Linked DNA regions of Mus musculus: region 1 is linked to region 2. The links are chromatin contacts, called in public promoter capture Hi-C maps. All regions are on one chromosome and are shown on one strand. The core of a region is the stretch at or near the end of the contact, and the rest is flanking DNA. Distances in the headings are between cores, read along the strand shown. Region 1 has its middle 180 kb from the start of Gm36720. Region 2 holds the start of Igfbp1 (insulin-like growth factor binding protein 1).

The links. Promoter capture Hi-C pulls out the DNA fragments that hold promoters and counts their contacts.
Region 1: a promoter capture Hi-C map of liver shows a contact between it and region 2, with 2.7 times the contacts expected there. The contact joins the enhancer-like site here to the promoter of Igfbp1 in region 2. A contact is called at or near these places in 3 of 39 promoter capture datasets (the SN4741 cell line, embryonic stem cells and liver), 2 of 484 Hi-C or Micro-C datasets (adipose-derived mesenchymal stem cells and uterus) and 1 of 9 other capture datasets (adipose tissue).

Annotation. Positions count from the first base shown.
Region 1 is chr11:7,606,016-7,612,479 of GRCm38.p6, reverse strand. No RefSeq gene overlaps it. Among named protein-coding and RNA genes, the nearest start is that of Gm36720, 180 kb to the right of the region's middle. Within about 2 kb of position 2,294, at least 4 of the 459 cell types and tissues checked have an H3K27ac peak or open chromatin away from gene starts, as enhancers often do. A contact at or near this core is called in liver, where this site is marked.
Region 2 is chr11:7,194,342-7,200,833 of GRCm38.p6, reverse strand. Igfbp1 (insulin-like growth factor binding protein 1) reads right to left here and starts at 3,047. Exons shown (of 4, transcript NM_008341.4): 1 at 2,503-3,047; 2 at 916-1,100; 3 at 1-65. The coding sequence starts at 2,875.

The sequences.
Region 1 (6,464 bases), core at 1,045-3,544, 410 kb before region 2:
TCTTGGGATCAACTTTTAGGTAAGTCAATTTTCACCAAGATATTTATAGTAAAATATTTCTTTTTTAAATGCTAAAACAACTTAATATGGAAGGAAGAAAGAGAAGGAGAGGAACAGAGGAACATGGGAGGGTAAAAGGATGGAGAGAGGGAGCAAGGAAAAGAAGAGAGGAAAGAGAGCAGAGAGGAGAGAAGGAAACAAGTAGAAGAGTTCTTAGCCATTTCACAGAAACTAACTTGGAAGAATAGCAGTGATGAAAGCAAAATGCAGTGGCACAACTTCCAGAAGTTAATGCAGGCAAAGCCTGAGTGAACTTGGCAATGATTTCTTTTTTAGACACAAAACCAAAAAAAAACATTCCCTGAAATAAAAAAAAAAAATCTGATTAGTTCATCTTCAGTGGATTTTAAAACTGCAAAAGACACTATTATGAGACTAAAAAGACAAGCCACCAAGATTATATAATACTTGCAAAACACATGTGAAATAAAGGACTTGTATCCAAAATGTGAAAATAACCCTTAAAGCATAGCACCGAGGGAACAACTCTGCTAGGAAGAATATGAACTAAAGATCTGGACAAACCTGGAAAGGAGAACTATCATAGTAAATGGACATACTGTTAACACAACATGACAGCATTTCAAATGGAAACAAGGAGCTGCCTCTATACATCTGCTAGACACACTGTCTTAGTTAAGGTTTCTGTTACTCTGATAAAATACTGGGACTACAAGCAACTTGGAGAAGAAAGGCTTATTTCAAGCTGGACCAGAAACTCAGGCTGATGTAGAGGTCATGGGGGAAATGCTGCACACTGGCTGGCTTCACTCAACTTGTTCAGCGTGCTTTCTTGTAGCTCCTAGGACCACCATCCCAGGGGTGGCATCACCCACAGTGTGGGTCCTACCCATGCTAATTATCAGTCAGGAAAATATATCACAGGCCAATCTGATGAAGCCAGTTTCTCAGTTAAGGTTCCCTCCAAAGTGACTTTGGCTTGTATCAAGTTTACATAAAACTAGCCAGCACCATTACTAAAGCATCAGCGATAACTGATAACAGACAGGTTGTACAGTAAGGAGACTTTCAGTCATTGCTCATACAAAATGTTGCAGCTACTTAGGAAGACATTCAGGCAGTTCCCCACAAACTAAACATCCTATTATCCCAAAATCTAACAGTCACATTTATGCATTTATACAAATGAGTTCGAAACGTATGTACACACAAAAACTTCCACATAAATCTTTATTGCAGCTTCATGCATGACTGCCAAAGTTGAAAGTAACCAAGATTTCTTCCTGTAAATGGATAAACAGTGGTGTGGTCAAGTAACACGGCAAGCATTTGATAATGAAAAGAAGCCTCATATTGAGGTATGAAGAATATCTAAATGCATAACACTGAGACAAACCAGCCTGAAAAATGTTCTTGGCTCTAAGAGACTAACTCCATAATGTTCTGTAAGAGATTGCAGAAAGACTGGTGCCTTCCAAGAGTTTGTGGACATGAAATCTAAAAATAATGTTCTTGCCAGCATGTTTTCTTGTGGGGACCTTCATGGTTTGTGGGTGGCTTGTCACTCTGTCAACCCAGATTGAGGAGCTGAGCTCTATGTGTCTATAATAAAGACAGAATTGGCCAAGATCCCACCTTTATGACGTCTTTCTTGAAATATCCCCTTACTCCAAATACAGACACACTAGGACAGGACTTCAATATAAGGATGGTATGTGAAATTCAACCTATTACACTTGACTTCGTGTCCCCCCCCCCCCCCACACACACACACATTTTATTGAAAGGAAATTGTGCCAAGAGAAGATCCTGAAGGAAACCCTGAGTAAATCGACCCCGGGGGTCCAAGTATAAGGCACATAGGACCATCACAGAGAATGAAGTAGCTCTAAGCGCCACCTTCAACTATCAAAGGAAGAATTTAGTAGAACATGAGAATAGTAGATCAATGAGCAACAAATCTATCCTCTTGATCTGGCTGGAGATTGCGGTCCTGGGATGAGGTGAAATGGAGAAAACCCAATATTACAAAAGAGCCATAGAAAATGGAGTGGGACTAAGAGTTGATGACACAGAGCTGACCACCAACTGTCGCTCTGAAACTGTGAAGTGCAGAAAATGCTACACAGAGAAGTATGTGCAAGGAGAATTGTAAAAGATAAGGGCTCCTATAAAAAATGAGCCTACCATGGATTTGTAAATGAGTGTGCTCAGATAAATGAACCCCAAAGCCAGGCTTTAGGCTAGATGAAGTCATGAGTTCTGAAAGTTCAGACCAAAAGTCAAAGGGCAAAAGGCCCTATTGAGCCTGTTCCCAAGGGCACCCATCCAAGGCTCCACTTTACTTTCCTTCAAAACAAAAAAGAGCCACTGGACCTGCCCCAAGTTCAGAGCACTTTATCATTTTATTTTGTAAATAAGCCCATAATTATATCTGAGTTGAGAGGATAAACATTGCAAATTCTCCCTCCTCCTGGCTTTTTGTTGTTGTTGTTGTTGTTGTCTTTGGCTGCTGGGCTGTAACTCAGCACAGATGGTTATCACACTTGTAAGCTTAGGCTTCCTCCTCGCTGTAAGCCAGGCAGCTTTAGAGTAAACATGAAACAAGAAACGTAAGAAATATACTTTATTTTTTCTCTACATTGTCCCCCAGGGGTCCATTTTCCAACTCCATTCATTTAATGGCTATACCTGCTTATTGATTTTTTTTTCCAAGCTGAAATTGTGCTACGTGGGACATGGGCTGAAACACATATATGGTTTGGTGAAGGAAGAATGTAAGTAATAATGATAATAATAACAATAATAGTAAAGCACACTTGACAAGAGTCTAAGAAAGAAAGTAAGCAAACTTTATAGTGAATTTAAATTACCAGAGCAAGTTATCATAGGCCAGGTAGCTCACCATTCTAGAGGCTGTAGGTCCCAGGTTAAGGTGTGGTATGGTAGATTTTAAGAGGGAGCTCTTTGTGGTTCATAGACAGCCCTTTCTTCTCATTGTCCACATCTAACAGAAGAGGTAACAGACTCTCCAGTATCTCTCTCATAAGTCATACTTACGAACTGTACTTGTGAGTGCTTCACCTTCACAATCTAATCAACTCTCAGTGACCTCCATATCCCCATGACATATGAAGTTCTAGAGTGTTGACATATGAATTTGAGGAAATACAACTATTCAATCCTTAATGACTATCAAAAATAGTAGATAGAGCAAGCACAGGGCAGGATAAATGAAAGGGGTACCTTACCCTATCTCACAAGGTAAAAGGTAGCAGGAGTGCAATTTGGGACAAGTCAGTGAATATATAGGTATAGGTATAGGTATAGGTATAGGTATAGGTATAGGTATAGGTATAGGTGTAGGTGTAGGTGTAGGTGTAGGTGTAGGTGTAGGTGTAGGTGTAGGTGTAGGTGTAGGTGTAGCTGTAGCTGTAGGTGTAGGTGTAGGTGTAGGTATAGGTATAGGTATAGGTATAGGTATAGGTATAGGTATAGGTATAGGTATAAGTATGTATACATCTTAGTATTCCAGTACAGTATGGCCCTGGGAATTTAAAAATCATTGTTACAAACAAAACCACTGCAGAGTTGAAAGGTCCCAAAGCAATGGACTAATTATTAAGCAAAATTTTGATGAAAATAAAGTGATAGAGATAGATAGTAGATAGATAGATAGATAGATAGATAGATAGATAAGTAGATAGATAGATAGATAGATAGATAGATAGATAGATAGATAGATAGATAGACAGACAGATATTGATAGAATTTTCTATTCACCTAGCTGTTTCAAAGGAATGGGTATTGGGGTTTAGAATAGGTCTCGGGGCCATTACATTATAAGCTCAAATAAGCCCATCCTTCTATAAGTTGTCTTGGCTAAGATATTTTATCACAGCAACAGAAAAATAATGTAGTCCATTTGATCATATGTGGATGCCTGGGGACAAAAAGAACTCCAACAGTATGAACCATAGGTATTTGAGCAACTTCTTCATGTGAGTAGCTCGTGTCTACAGAACCCACTTGGACCCAATCAGTACTTCTGTTTGATGATGGATTATTGTCATACATGTGCTAATTTGTGGTTTGGTATATCAGATAATACCAAGCACAAGATGGGAACTTCAGGTCACATGATGGATGACCTGGTGGCCCATTGTCAAATGTTCATTTTACATCCAAGAGCTGCCTCTCAAAGGGAGAGTCATTTTGAGCAGCTGTGTTTGCTCCAAATACCTCTGCTGTTATTCACACATGGGAGCCCTTCACACACGTCTCCAGAAAGCATCCCTGTCTATTACTGACACTTCAAGTACCATAAGCTCTGCTGGACCATGTGGACAAAGTTGGGGAGCACCCTGCACAGCAGCCTCTACTGGTTGAAGAACCTTTCCTGTACTAGGACTGATTCAAAACGACCAGCTTTCAGATCACTTCATACATGGGCTGGAGTTAACACACCCAATGAGGAGTGTGCTACCTTCCAAATACAAGTAGGCCCACTAAACTTTGTGCTTCTTTCTTGGTGGTGGGAGGGTCTGAGGAAAATGGCTTATTCTTCTCCTTAGAAGGAACATCTCAATATGCCCTGCACTACTCAAATCCTAACAGTCTCACCAAGGTAGAAATCCCTTGAGTTTAATTAAATTAGTCCCAAATCATCTAAAATACATATGCTTTATCAACAAACCCAAGGTGCTTGCTACCTATGGCCCATTTAATTCACTCAGGATAATGTTATCAAGATAATGGGCCAATGTAGTACCTTATGGGAAAAAATAAGGTAGTAGTTCTCAACCTCTGGGTCTTAACTACTTTGGGTCATATCAGCTCTTTATAATTCATAATAGTAGCAAAATTACAGTTATAAAGTAGCAACAAAATAATGTTACGCTTTGGAGATACCGCAATATGAGGAACCGTATGAAAGGGTTACATCATTAGGAAGTTTGAGAACCAGAGGTAAAGAATCAACATACTTCTACTTATGACATAAGGCTAGAGAGCTAATATACACTTGAAGTATTGAGATGTGCTGCTCGTTTGAGTACCTGAAAGCAAATTGCTTCCAGTGATCCTTGCAATCAGATATTGTCTTGAACTGCCGGGCCAGAAAGCAAATTCTTCGAAACTCAGAGGAAAGGGTTCTAACACTTTTTATTTATTCATAAACAGCAAATAAATGGTGAAACAGGTCCACACTCATTCTTTCACACACTCCTCACTGAGCTTTCCAGTCTGGCGAGCGTGGCCTAGCTCCTGGCAGTGCACAGGTAAACGCAACTCATCGATGTTCCTTGCTTTTGGATCCCGTGGAGCTGAACTGTAGAGGTGCAGGCTGCCGTCTGCATGGGTGACTGCATGGGGTCCGCATGGGGTCCACAAGGATTGTTTCTCAGCACAGTGTTGTCTCTGTTGGGCCCTCAGGAGTTGAGCCATTTTGCTGTGTCAAACCAGAGTTTTTAAGCTAAATTCAGCCAATTACAGTTAGGATGTTCCACACATTACTTCATGTGCTTTATCACACACACACTCACGCACGTGTTCTATAGCCTGGTTTTCATTGTTATCTAGGCCGCTGGCACAGTCCACGACGTTGCTCCAGCGGGAGTTGTTCTTTATCACTGGTGGCCACTCTCCAAGGTTTGGTTTTCATGGCTCTCTGTGGTCACTAGAATTGCAGCCACGGGGGCCTCAGGGTTGAGGCTGTGGGCAGCTTTTACAGCAACAGGAAAAATGCCCTCTGAGGCCATGTGTTCTTTACAGATACAGAGGAAAAAAAAAAAAAAAAAAGCAACCATTTCTCAGATCAATAGCTGCATACCATGTGCCAGGAGACATGCGCATCTGTTCAAGTAGAGACACATCTGGCATAAGAGCTGCAACTGGAGTCACCGCTTGATTATGTTTGTGAGTTAGCTGTCATGCTTCATAACCCATGTGTCTTCCTCCTAGGCCAATCAGAAGAGTTAAAGGAAGATGTGGTGGGAACAAACACCACAGCGTCTTTCAAGCCCTTGATAATGGCTCTCATTTCTTGAATCCCCTAGGAATATGATGTTGTTTGAGATTTGCTATTTGGCCTGGTAAAGGCAACTTTAATGATGTTTGCTTTGCCTTTTCAACTCTGTGACTGTTGGGTGGTTTTTCAGTGCCATGCCCTACACTAGGCTATCGCAGCCTGAGCGCTATCATCAGACAGTCGAATAGCTCTGAGTTAGCAGTAGCTGTTTGGTACCTTCTGAGTAACACCAAATCCTACTTCATTTTAAATACGACCAAGTGTCTTTCTCAGAACTGAGGATTATATTACAGCCTTCTCCCAGAGCTCACCACTTACTCCATGACAAGCATGGTTGAGGCCACAAGGCCGGGCCACCTTTATTCCTTGGACTCCACCCAACCCATATGATTCCCATTCTCTGAATCAGGATCAG
Region 2 (6,492 bases), core at 1,798-4,297:
CCTGCTTTCTGTTGGGCTGCAGCTAATCTCTCTAGCACTTTATAGAGTTCTCGTTGGCAGGGCTCCTAAAAGGATAATTTTATATTAGCTTGAGTACAAGAGACAGAAACTTATCATTTTAGACAATGACTGAGACAGAGCAGGAGCAGCCCCCACCACCGAGGCACGGTATTCTAGGACTGTGAGTCAAAGAATATGCCCTATCCGGGCCTTATTTTCCATCTGCGTGCAGGACAGGTTGGTCTCAGGCTCAGGCTATGTGGATAAAGGACGAAGACACTCTCGTCCTTCCTCGGTGGCAAGAGCTGGACTGATGGTGTAAAATGCTTCCCGACCCTGGCTATTTGCTGAATAACTTGAGCACCTGAACTCTGGGAGAAAAGACTCAGTCTCTCTATATGGAATTTAGAATCAGAAATACCTAGCTTTTCAAACAGCCATCCTTGCATTTGACATATGTCATGTTGATTATGGAGCAAGGCATTCCTTTGGATAATTTCCAGATGAAATTCTAAAGTGCCCCTAACAATGTTTATTCTTCCACTTCATTGGGCGGATTGGTACTTCTTCAATGCCTCTTCGGTACTTTCTCTCCACCTTTGGTTCTCTGTCGCCCCCAAGTGGTCAAATTGAAAACTAGCCAGTAAACTAAAGAAGTTCTTGCTGCATAGTTGAAGGCTGGCAAAATCGTGGAGCCTGATGGTGGTAACAATTATTGAACATACTCAGTGACAAAGAAACCTAGACTAAAAATGGCCTATTTTATGCTGTATTTTTAAGGAGGCAAAGATACATCAGGGATGGGAGTAGTTATACTCCTGTGCCCAGCCTCATGTTTGGTGCCCTTTAGGAATTGTCTAGACTAAACTCTTCACTTCGATGGATATACCTGAAGGTCTGAGTGCAGGGTCTCACCTTCCATTTCTTGAGGTCGGCGATCTCCCGGGCCCGCATGCTGCTATAGGTGCTGATGGCGTTCCACAGGATGGGCTGATCCTCGCGGGATGGGGCCATCAGGTGGAAGCTGTCCAGCAGCTGCTCCTCTGTCATCTCTGGGCTCTCAGAAAGCTCATCCGCGGAGACCACAGCAGCCTTTGCCTCTGAAAAGCAAACCCCACATATGCATGAGCCCCTGGAGGTGCCACTCCTCCCCACGTATGCATTATCCCCTGGAGGCGCCACTCCTCCCCACGTATGCATTATCCCCTGGAGGCGCCACTCCTCTGCCAACTCACTTCTTGCCCTTAAGACCGATCAATCGATAATGGTCAGGGGAAATCAGAATTTTTTTCACCGATGACTCTTTGGGAACAAGTATGGCCAAATAGCAATACTATTCTTTTCTGGGAAAATGGTATATTCCGGGGTGAGGCAATATTCTGGGGTGGCAGAGAGAGTGGGGTAGGATATAACCTGAAGACGCCAAGGACTAAGGCCAAGGCTTGAGCCCATCAGTGGTGAGCCTTGACCCCTCAGCCCTCCTCTCCACCCCACAGAAAGAGTCTAGTAAGACCCCAGGACAGGTATAGTTTAGTTAGAAGAAAGTTCTAGAATGTAGCCTTCCCCACCTAGACCACCATCCTGCTCTTTTTTGGGAGCCCTGCTTTCCTGCACACTAAGTCACCTCTCGGGTGGCCTCTCGAAGAGGAGGCCATCATCAGATATCAATGAAGAGGGCCCACCCCCCACTCAGGACCATTGGGGTAGCTCTAACTTCATTCACTTGAAAGGCTCAGATGCCTGCAGTACAGCTTCCCATCAGAATATGGAACCACGTGGCTCCTCCACACCCACACAGGACGTGCATGCAGCCCAGATGGGGAGATAGGGGCTGGAGCAGAGGAAGAGGCATTTTCCAAGCTTCCTACTACAAACAAACCAGTGCTTAAATTCAGGAAAGAGCCTGATTGTCAGACTCCTAGCAGGCAACGTACACATCAAACACTGTTTGTCTATAGCGATGAATGGAAGTGAAGGTCTGGGCCTCAATTTTCACATTATGTTCTGTAAACATCTGGGAAGCACATACGGCGTGGCAGGATATATGCTACAAAGGACATTGCAAACCTCCTGGGGGCAGCAGGAGGACTCCCATTCTAAACCTCCCTGGACCCTCCAGCCATTGGAACTGCCAAGGGCAGAACCCACAGGAGGAGGCCGGAGGTGCTTGAGCCAGCACCCCACCCACCTGGCAGCCCCATAGCTCCCTCCACCTCCACTGAAAGACCGAGTAGGATCATTACTACCTAACCTGCAAACTTTCTTCACAACTCTCCACTCTACATGGGGTGCTTGGACCACCCCTTCTAGGATGTTTCCTGGGCAAGACCACACACAGATGGACCTCACTGAGAGATTTATTTGACTATAACAGCTTAAACCTCTTAGTGGGCCAAGAGTGCCTTTGCCCTATCTGCTATAAGTTTCCGATAGGCCTCTGCTGGCCTAGGAAGCACGTATGTCCCAGCCAAGAGATCTAGAGGCAGAGATGGACTGCAGTACCTTCATGCTGGGAGCTGAACAAGGTGCTCGTGGCGGGTGCAGCAGGTTCTGGTACACAGGCTCCCTGACCACGGGTGAGGGCATGCAGGGGACGAGGCTCTCCTGGCAACGCACGGCAGCTGAGTCCCTGGGCGCAGCGAGCAGTGGCCACACCGCAGGCAGCACCCATCGGCAAGGCACATGTCGGGCAGCAGCCACAGCCTGCAGGCCGAGAAATCTCGGGGCACGAAGCGGGCACGGGTGGACAGAGCCCCAGCCTCTCAGCAGTGCAGGGAGCACAGTGCCATGGCTGGGGGGCTCCAGCGGCCACGCCAATCTGGAAGGACAGGAGAATCAGGAACGGCCAAGAAACAACAGTTAGGAACTCGGGCATCGCAACTGGTTCAGCAGGCTGTGGATGAGACTCTGGACAGGCAGCAGTTGCTCAGTGGTCACGACTTTCTGAGTAGATAGTAGTGGCAATGGTGGTCACAGCTCTCTGGGCAGACGGCCGTGTGCAGTGTTCAATGCTCGCTGGGTGTGTGTCTCCGCGGGCAGTGGACCATGCTGGCTGGTCGTACCCAGAGCCTTATGAAGGGCTGGCTGTGCGGCACAGGTTAATGATTGTCAGGGCAGCGTGCTAGGACCCCAGTGTTCAAAATAAGTTTGTTTTGCTTGTGAGCTCTACACAAACCGTGGGTGGAAGGGGGTAAAGGGATCAGGTTTTCTACTATGTTTGTCCCGTGGTGATGGACTGGGACAGGAGCTAAAGTCCAACTCTGTCAGCAAGCTGCTAGCCAGATGGGGGAGGGCACTTGCTTTTGTTCAGGGGAAATCAAAGACCTAGCCGGCCAGGCTCACAGAAAACCTAAGCGACTAAAGAAAGAACAGATTAGACCAAGAAGGCTTCAGGCCCCAAAGGGAAGGGAAGAGTGGGGCTCTCCGTGACAATGCCCACAGTTGTTTCTCCCTCCCCAGGAAGCCTCTAGCCATCAAAGGAAGAAATCCGTAGTTCACCTCCTGGCTCCTGGCTATAAATTCCAAAAGAACAGTTGTGCCTTCAAAGAGAGAAAGTGCTAGGACTCCGGGCACTTGGTCTATATCGCCATACCCAAGCTGTCTCTGACAGTCTAATGGTCTAGTGTAATTGAGATGCTTATCAACGATCAAGTCTGACAGCTTTTTCTGCATCATTTTTTCATTCTTTTATATCACAAGGAAAACTTCAGAAATGTTTAAGGGCAATCTGAAATAGGACTCACCTTGGAATCTCACCAAAACTTCCCAGAGAAAACTGATCATGGACCACCCCCCCCCCTCCTTGCCTGTGAATATCTTCTAAGTCCCCAGGTCTAGATTTTTGTCTCCCACATACCTTTGTGTCTATCTGCTGACCTGGGTGCTAGATCAGAGCGACCAACCTCTAGCAACAGCTTGGAGCCTCTTACCTTGTCCTTTTTGGTATTGCTTTGGGGTGGGGTAGAACCCTGAAAACTGTACTGTACCACAGTGTTGCGTGCTTATCCAGCCCCTCACTTTCTTTAGCCATGGCATTTCAGAAAGCCTTGGAGATTTTAGCCCCAGGCTCTAGAGGAGGATATTGAAGGCAAAGGTTGCAGGAGATTTTAGGTCAAGGTCACAGAGACTGCCCTGGAACACCCTGGACAAACTCTCACATCCCTGTGACCCAGCAGTTCATCACTGCACCCTGAAGCTTGGCCTTGGGGGATGGCTTCCTGGGTGACTTGACTAAAGCACTTTAAACACATGTGCACCGATGCATCGCCTACCAATGTCTGCCCTCTCATTCAAAGAAACCAGCATAGGTGCCCACTACTGAGCAGGTATGTTAATAGTGACTGGCTGGCTTTTTAATTCGAGGTACAGAAAAAGCCTAGCAGATAAGGAATCAGAGGCATAGGCCAGTGGGCCACAGTGAGCAGCACACTTGCCAGGAGAGAGGACTCATGGGGTGGGAAGGTAGGTTATGCCAGATAAAGACTGAGGAAGAGTCCCCATATGGATAGAGAATTCAGGAACTCAGCTTCATCACAAAGCAAAAGGCAGCAGGCGCAGGCTGACCATTCGCATCCGACCACAGAAGCACCTTTCTTGTCTCCAGAGAGAGACAGGGGACCTGTACTGACTCTGCTTCTGGCACTGCCACTGTTCTGCCTACAGCCACTGCTGAAGGAGCTGGGTGTTAAGAGAAAGGGACCCTGAGGCTCAGAGGCCAGAAGTCTGTGAAAGCCTGTGGCTACAGATGATGACACAGACAGAGCTCACTCTAAAGCTGTCCCTACACAGCCTACATGTCCACAGTCAGACACTGGATAAGGAAGTCCTGGAGCAGTCCCTGAAAAGCTCAGCTCATCGTGAGCCACACAGAGCAGTTCTTTCTTTCCTATAATCTTTACAAAAGATGTTCTTCAATTAAGGAAAACTGCCGCACTAAGGAACATTGGGAGGATATGAGATTGCTGAGCAAAAGCAGCTGTGATTGTAAATATACTGAATACCTGGAGAAGAGTACAAACCAACAGCAGACAGGCTGGCCACCAGGGGAGGGGTGATTCTGGGGCCTGAGGACAGATTGTTTTTTTCCTGTGCCCTTTTTGTAGCCTTCTGGATCTGCACTGTGTGCTTGTAAAAAGAAAAATCACACTGGGCTACAGATACAGGTGTGGGACAGAGTGCTTGCCTGACATGCACAAGGCCCTGCGTTCGATTCTCCAGGCCTGAAAAAAAAAAAAAAGAGAGAGAATATGGAATTACCCTGATACACATTCCCGAGCTCCCTGGCCTCATGAAATGACTGGACTTGGCAAAGCCAGATTTTACTCAACTTGGAAAGTTTCCCTAAAAGGGCAGCTGGACCAATATCTGCCATAGCAGCTGGAGAAAGGTCAGGTGACAAAGCTGCTCCCAGATACTCATGGTATCTGGGAGTGTGTCTCTGATTACATTTGTTTCTTTGTTTGTTTGTTTGAAACAGGGTGTCACTGAACAGTCTAGACTAGACTCGAACACATGGCAATCCTCCTGCCTCAGCTATGCCAGTTTCTTTTTTCTCACAGAAATACCCCAAATTCAGTTTGTTAAGGAATTCATCAACTGATAAACACTCAATTTTTAAAAGAGTTTATTTTTGATAATCTGTATGGGAGAGGAATTTGTGTGCATGTGAGTGCAGGTGCCCTTGGTGACCAGTAGAGGGCATCAGGTCTCCCTGCAGCTGGAGTTCCAGGTTGTTGTGAGCCACCAGACAAAAGTGCTAGGAACTGAATCCAGGTCCTCTATAAGAACAGTGTGTCATGTCTGCAGCCCCTAACGCTTAACTGGAAGCTATTTGAAATGAATAGCTTGTCCCTAAATAATTTCATTTCTGGAAGCTCTGAAGTTTCACTTGACTTCTTCGACTTGTAATCGCTATCCGCACTTGAAATGTTTACTTTATGAAACACAGGAAAGGCACAACAGTGACAAATATTTGGGACTCTCTGCCAGGCTATCGCCACAAATAGTTTGTTCTGCTGCACCATTGCCCAGCACTCATCCGGTCGTCCCTTCCCTGATTCCTCCCTCTCCTGCACATAGCGGTCCTTCCTCCTTTCCAAAGATTGATGTCCCAATGTTTCCATTGCTTACCTCACAGTCACACAAACCAAACAGCCACCAAACTCCTCTTTGATTCCCCACACTCTGTCAACACAAATGAAGCCAGCTCCCCACCTCACCCCAGGCCCATGTAGACGGCCAGTTCATTTGTCCATGCTGTGTGGGATGGGGCGACTGGCCCTTCTCCTGAGTCACAGCTTGACTCAGCTCCCTCTCTTGCCAATGAGATGCCCTCCTTGCCTGTTCACTGCAAACAACTCAGTTCCACTTCCAAACCAGAATTTCCACTGCCCCCTGTAACTTTATGTCTTTGTGCACAGTGACTAGTCTCCCCTAAAAGCTGTCTTCCAAGACTCCCACGGCTTCCCCTATGTGGCACATGACCCTTCCTCC